2 separate regions of the Danio rerio genome follow, and region 1 is linked to region 2. The links are chromatin contacts, called in public Hi-C maps. All regions are on one chromosome and are shown on one strand. The core of a region is the stretch at or near the end of the contact, and the rest is flanking DNA. Distances in the headings are between cores, read along the strand shown. Region 1 has its middle 78 kb from the start of usp25. Region 2 has its middle 4.4 kb from the start of mir125b-3.

Evidence for each region. Hi-C and Micro-C count contacts between places; a contact is called where the count stands out from the background.
Region 1: a contact with region 2 is called in a Hi-C map of embryo, with 1.8 times the contacts expected there. The contact joins two enhancer-like sites. A contact is called at or near these places in 2 of 18 Hi-C or Micro-C datasets (embryo and gastrula embryo).

What each region holds. Positions count from the first base shown.
Region 1 is chr10:43,284,978-43,288,388 of GRCz12tu, reverse strand. No RefSeq gene overlaps it. Among named protein-coding and RNA genes, the nearest start is that of usp25, 78 kb to the left of the region's middle. Within about 2 kb of position 1,513, at least 3 of the 62 cell types and tissues checked have an H3K27ac peak or open chromatin away from gene starts, as enhancers often do.
Region 2 is chr10:43,177,813-43,181,224 of GRCz12tu, reverse strand. No RefSeq gene overlaps it. Among named protein-coding and RNA genes, the nearest start is that of mir125b-3, 4.4 kb to the right of the region's middle. Within about 2 kb of position 1,729, at least 8 of the 62 cell types and tissues checked have an H3K27ac peak or open chromatin away from gene starts, as enhancers often do.

The DNA of each region.
Region 1 (3,411 bases), core at 264-2,763, 110 kb before region 2:
CAAACTTTTAAAAAAATGGTTATGTTCGTTCTTTTAGAGTATGTGTACACTTCTGTTTCATGAATGATTTGGATTCCTGTTGTTTTTTTGTTTTGTTTTTTATTCAGGACAACATGGATACAATTCCAAGAAGATGTCTTCAGAAACCTGAGAGCTAGCTTTCTAGGAATGGTTTTATTACAGTACATATCTACCAGTGCTGTGCACTCAGTGACCCATATTGGAGAGAAATCAGGTCAGTGGTGAAATGCACAGCAGTGCTTTATCACAAGATTAACCAAAGACTTGTTTGCAACACTGAAAGGAGTGAGGGAAATGACTGAAGGCACTAAATAACATTTCTTCTAGTATGTACATGAACCTCTTGCAGTTTTCAATGCATGTTTTTTTCTGTAGCATTTTTACAATGTAGATTGTGTCAAAGCAGTTTAACATAGAACATTATAATAAATTGAATGTGTCAGTTCAGTTTTCAGAGTTGAACTTCAGTTTAGTTCAGTTGAGTGTGTTTAATTTTCACTGCTAAAAGTCCAAACACTGAAGAGCAAATACATCAATGTGCAGCTTCAGAAGTCCCAAACCAAGCAAGCCAGTGACTACAGTGGCGAGGAACAAACTTCAAAGAAAGAAAGAAAAACTTGAGAGAAACCAGGCTTAGTTGGGCACAACTATTTCTCCTCTGGCCAAACTTCCTGTGCAGAGCTGCAGTCTATGCTCTGAAGAAAGCTGGACGTCCATCTTGGAGAAGCTGCAGGATCAATGCAAAGACTCATCTTATGCTCTCCGCTCATCCATGACCACCACAACATCTGCTCAGGATACAGCCTGGTCCAGGATTATAGATACCTTGGCATCATTTCTTCACAGGTAAATCGCATTAATGGTGCTGCGTAATCTCTAGAGGCCTCGGGAGGAGTATCGCGAGATGGAAGTAGAGAGTTGAGAAAATGATTAGCGTTAATATAGTTAGTTTTCTGTAAACCAGATCCAGCCTGAAAGCCCAACTGCTGCATTAATATGAAGGCAAGACTACAAATGTGCTGCTAAGTTGCTTTATTTTAAGTGTTATTGCTGATTGGCAAAAAAATATATATAAATTTTTATAAGTTAAATGAACTAAAGTAATAAGTAAAATAAAAAGCAGTACACAAAAAAAACTTACTTAATATTTGAAAAACTTTAATATATTGTTCACTTCAAGACTTCAACATTTAATATAAATATCCTGTAGTTTCCATGACTGAATATTTCTCCTTTTATCTGTATTGCGTTTCTGTCATAAAACGTGCTGAGAAATGATTAGCTAATAAAGTAAGTTTACTTCACACTCATCTGTTACTGTTACTAAAGCACATAAAAGAAAAAAAATAGTTAAACGTGAATATATCCTAGAATCAATGAACAGTTTTAGTCAAATGGGTTAATGGTCAACTTTTTGCTGTTGTTTATCGTGTAGAATTAAATCATTAGCAACGCACGTGATCTCAATTCGGCGCGAGATTGTGTTGTGGGAGCCCTGAAGACGTAATGGCGAACTTAAAGGTTTACGTCGAGCTGTTTGTGTATTTTGTGGATAATATTCAGGAGAAATGATGGGTGGTCTTGCCCTGACATGCCTATGATCATTTTGAAGCAGGTAATGACTAACATTTGTCGTTTGTTCAAATCGTATGAAACTAATCTTCCAAACAATTTGTTAGCTAAAGAGGCACTTTAATCAACATTTAAAGCCCAGCATTTCAAAATACACATATAACGTTATAGGTCATATAAATCGCATATAAATTACCATAAGGTCAAGTTATCTTTCAGTGATTAATAATATCAAGCCTGTTAAATCTGACATAAAAGAGATTGTAGATGGTTTGTTGGCGAATGTTGGTTTGCTAAGTCTTTTGTTAAATTTTACACTATTGTTCTTACTAGAACTTTATTTTAAGGGTTGAATGGCTGAATTTGAAATTATTTTACACAGAGAATTAAATTATTTTTACTTTTCTCAGTTGTGGAATTCATTTTAATAACTTAGCCCTAATAAATATAGACATTGTTCAAGAGCATCCATTTTAATGTTTTGGTCGAATTCAATTCAATTGTATACATGGATAGCATGTTAAAATGACACTGAGGTATCTAACGTTACTTAAATGATTTAAGCAGCTTTTGTTAAAATGCAATGTCAAAATATGCGTCAAATAATGTCTCATCATCTTTCACAGTAACTTAGACTACTTATTCTGATCTGTACTTGTATAAAAGAATATTTGGTTAGACAAGATTTTATTATTTTTTAAATTATTAAGCTTTTAAAGACAGTGAAGCATAAATATTTTAAATGTCACATTATTCTTTCATTGTAGTTAAAGATTATCCATAGCGATTCTAATTTTGAAATAAGCCTTGCATATTTGTTTGTTATATAAACTGATTTGTTGTATAACTTTTTTTGGGTAGCTTTTTAAAATTATGGAAATATACACTCACCGGCCACTTTATTAGGTACACCTTACTAGTCCCGGTTACACCGTTACACCAGCCTAAACTATTGATGCAAGGCAGGAGGGTTCCATTCTTTTATGTTGTTGATGGCAAATTCTGACTCCACCATCAGAATGTGGCAGCAGAAATACAGACTCATCAGACCAGGCAACTTTTTCTCCAATCTTCTATTGTGCAGTTTTAGTGAGCCTGTGTGAATTGTAGCCTCAGTTTCCTGTTCATAGCTAACAGGAGCGGCACCTGGTGTGGTCTTCTGCTGCTTTAGTCCACCCGCCTCAAGGTTGGACATGTTTTGCATTCAATGATGCTCTTCTGCAGACCTCGATTGTAACAAGTGCTTATTTAAGTTACTGTTATCTTTTTGTCAGCTGGAACCAGTCTGGCCATTCTCCTCCGATCTCTGGCATCAACAAGGCATTTGCACCCACAGAACTGCCACTTACTGAATATTTTCTTTTTTTCTGACCATTTTCTGTAAACATTTTACTGGGTAGCCTTTGAAACACATGGAAAAATGTTTGTTAGTTCACATAGGGGGCGTTACGGTGGCGCAGTGGGTAGCACGATCGCCAAACAGCAAGAAGGCCGCTGGTTCATGCCCTGGCAGGGTCAGTTGTCATTTCTGTGTGGAGTTTGCATGTTCTCTCAGTGTTAGCATTGGTTTCCTCCGTGTGCCCCCACAGTCCAAAAACATGCGCTATACAGTAGGTGAATTAGGTTAGCTAGATTTGCCGTAGTGTATCTGTGAATGCATGAGTGTATGGGTGTTTCCCAGGGCTGGGTCGCGGCTCGAAGGGCATCCGCTATGTAAAACATATGCTGCAGGGCTCAACAATAAGGACTGCCCAATGGCCCGGGGCCAGTGTGAGAGATGCTTGGGACAGTAGACGGGACCATTACTGGCCCGATTGG
Region 2 (3,412 bases), core at 480-2,979:
GTGGGAAAAATCTGAACTTTAGCAGATATTCACGGCACGTTAAACACTCCCCTACCAGAGCAAGCTCATGATTGGTTGTGACGTGGTGCCTGTTGTTGGTGTCCCGAGGGGAAATCCTCTTGCTGACACTGTACAACAGTTCATCGAACTAGGCTCGACTCAGTCTAAAGCATGGCTGAAAGCGGAATTTGCGGAATTGCCAAAAACTAGGGGGTCTGCAAAACGTATCTAGCAACTACCCAAAACGTCTTAGCGACACCATAGTAATTACCCAAATCACCACACCAATGTCCCACAGACCAACCAAAAAACCTCAGCAATGCTCTGACCACTGCTCAAAACACATTAGCAACACCCTAGCAACTGCTGAAAATCCTAGCAACTGCCCAGAAAGCAAAAAGCATGATAAAGGTGACCCGTACTGACCCATACCATACCACTAAGTGGAAAGTGGCCATTAGAAACACCCTACTCTCTCAGAAGTAAAGGTACACGAGCTGTCACAGGGGTGGTACCTTTTCAAAAAGTACAGATTTGTACCTAAAAGATCCATATTAATATTCAGATCCATATCTACCTCAATATATCCATATCTGGAAGGTGCATATTAGTACCTAAAAAGTTCATAAGTGTTCCTCTTCAAATTTTTAGGTACTAATGTATACTTTTGAGTTACCAATATGTATCTGTTAAGTACAAATGTGTACTTTTTGAAAAGGTACCACTCCAGTTACAGCTCCCATACCTTTATTTCTGAGAGTGTAGCAACCATCAAAAACACTTCAGCAGTGACCCAGATACCCTTACAACCTCCTAAATGTCTTAGCGACAATTACCCAAATTACTCCACCAATGCCCCAGCGACCAACCAGAAAACCTCAGCAATGCCCTAGCAACAGCTCAGAACACATTAGCAAGAGTGTAGCCAGATTCCGCCATGGTCCAGATGAGTTCTGCGCAGCATAGTCATATTTTGATCTCAATATGAGTGTAGCTTCATAAGGTTTGGTTGTGATTGAAGAGATTCATGCCTTTGGAGTCTCATTTTGTATCATGTTAATGAGGCAACGTGCTTTGTCTTGATTCATCATCCAGAGTATAAGAAATAAGAGCTTTCTAAGCATGTCTGAAGGCTTGTAATGTCACCGTTTAATTAGAGACGGATGTGGAACTCAGTATGCTCCTCTTTGTGCAGCCTTTTTTGGTGTTTTCGACGCTGTCTGGCGTTCTTTGTGCCTTGTTCGTTTGTCTGTGTGTGTGCTGTCTGGTACTGTGTGGTGACAGCGCTCTGCTGATGGCCTTTCTGTCTCTCTTTCTGTGTGTGTGTGTGTCTATGTGTGTGTGTTGATTGATCACCATCATTCCGTTTCAGTCTCTGCTGATCTCACCAACCTTCCCCACACACACACACACACACACTTCTCCATCCTACAGCATGATACGGCTTGAACCCGTTCACTCTTATCGACAAACCTGTGTTCAGACACTGCCCGATCCAACGGCAGTTAAAAACACTGAGTCCATGTGGATTTGTGAACTCTCACGCTTTATGCATGCATGAGTCTGTGTGTGTGTGTGTGTGTGTGTTTGGAGCTCTGCATTGCAGTAGAACAGACGTGGTGAGTTTGTGCATTAAGCATCGTAATCAATGATGTGTGCGGTGGGCAGTCGGCACCCAGCACCCCTCTATGACAGGGTCACGACTCTCACACACCCCCCAGCGCAGGCACAGGGGTCAGAGGTCATTCAGGGCCACTGCCAGACTGATAAAGATGCGTCTGGTGCTCAGAGAGACACAATGGGCGTGAAATTCTCATTTAATACTTATCAGTTTTTAGCAGCGCATACGGTTTTATCGCTAATGACCTGCGTGTGTTTGTTGGACTTGATGGATGAAACATAGCATGAGGGTAACGTAGAATTTGTCGATTACGTTCATGCATGATTTATGTAGATATGTATTCTGCTCATGTCTTACGAGATCCATTATGTTTCGTTGACGCTGAGAACTTTTAATAAGTTGCATCGTTTTTTCATTGTTTTCCTAACCGTGTATTTTGTTTCATGTCGTTTTAAATTGCTATTATTATTATTATTTTTATTATATAAATTATTTTTATTTATTTTACAAATTTATTTAGATGTTTTTGTTTCATCATCTGAGTTTACGTGGCCTTCGTGTTTATTATTTGGTTTTATCTTTTTGTTGTCATCAATAACTTTGTTACAAAGGATGAATGAAAACAAAGGAAGCGACATTTTTAAATACACAGCCAAGACATTACGCCATAATAATATATGATTAAAATAACAAGCCATGGTCGACCCGAGCGCAAACAGACTTTGTCGTTTTCTTGATGAACAGCCACAAAGTCAAGAAGAATAGCAGACTCTACCCTGTGCCCCATTGTTGTTTTACGAGGTCATCTTAAAGTGCGAATCATTTGCGTTCGCGGCACGTTCACGTCTATATTTGAAATAAACGAACTTCTTGAGCTGATGAAAGTAACGTGTGCGTGATTATTAAAGTGGTGCTGACATCCTCTCAGAAACAGACAAGCGCGAGAGTGACGTGTGAAAAAACAAAGGTGGAAGCCGGAAAAAACAAAGGAGCAAATGATTCTTTTAGCAACCTAAAACATGAACAAACTGCCATGTTTATCATCACCTTTTGGACTATTATAAACTCAGAATGACGGAATTACTCTCTAACAGAGGTTCCATGTGCTTGTGAAGTTTAAAGACAGAGATGAGAGGTTTGCACTGACTGTGGGCTATATGTTGCGTGTTGTTTTTGAACCCAAACAAAGACTAAATGCATGCTGTGTGTAGTTTTTTTGTAATTGGTAATATATCAGAGACTGTAAGGGGCTGTATGTGTTCATATATGCTGCATTTATTTATTTATTTTATATAATCACAGACGTATAACAACACGTGTATATATACATAATATATGTAGACGTACTGTGTATTTTTCATCATTAATAACTTTGTTTACCTCTTTGATTTGTTGAATATTGCCAGTTGTTTTGTTTGTTTCACTTGTTTTCTTGAACAATTGTATTAGTATATACAGTGCTCAGCAAAAATGAGTGCACCCCATTTTGAAAATGAATATTTTTATCCATTACTTAGTGAATGTAGGTCATATATTTCACAAAACAGATTTATAAAACAGAAATATATATAAAATATTATTTTAGTCACCGAATATCTTTAGAGACACATTTAATACATTTAAATTCATGCAAAATATAGAAAAAAATACAAACTTCAAAAAGTTTTGTATGAGCCTTTTTACATGACGATAAAGTAGAAAACGGAAGTCGTCGATTAAGTTCGTGCGCGATTTATGTAGAAATGTATTTTGCTCGTGTCTCACAAGACCCAATACGCTTTGTTCACGTTG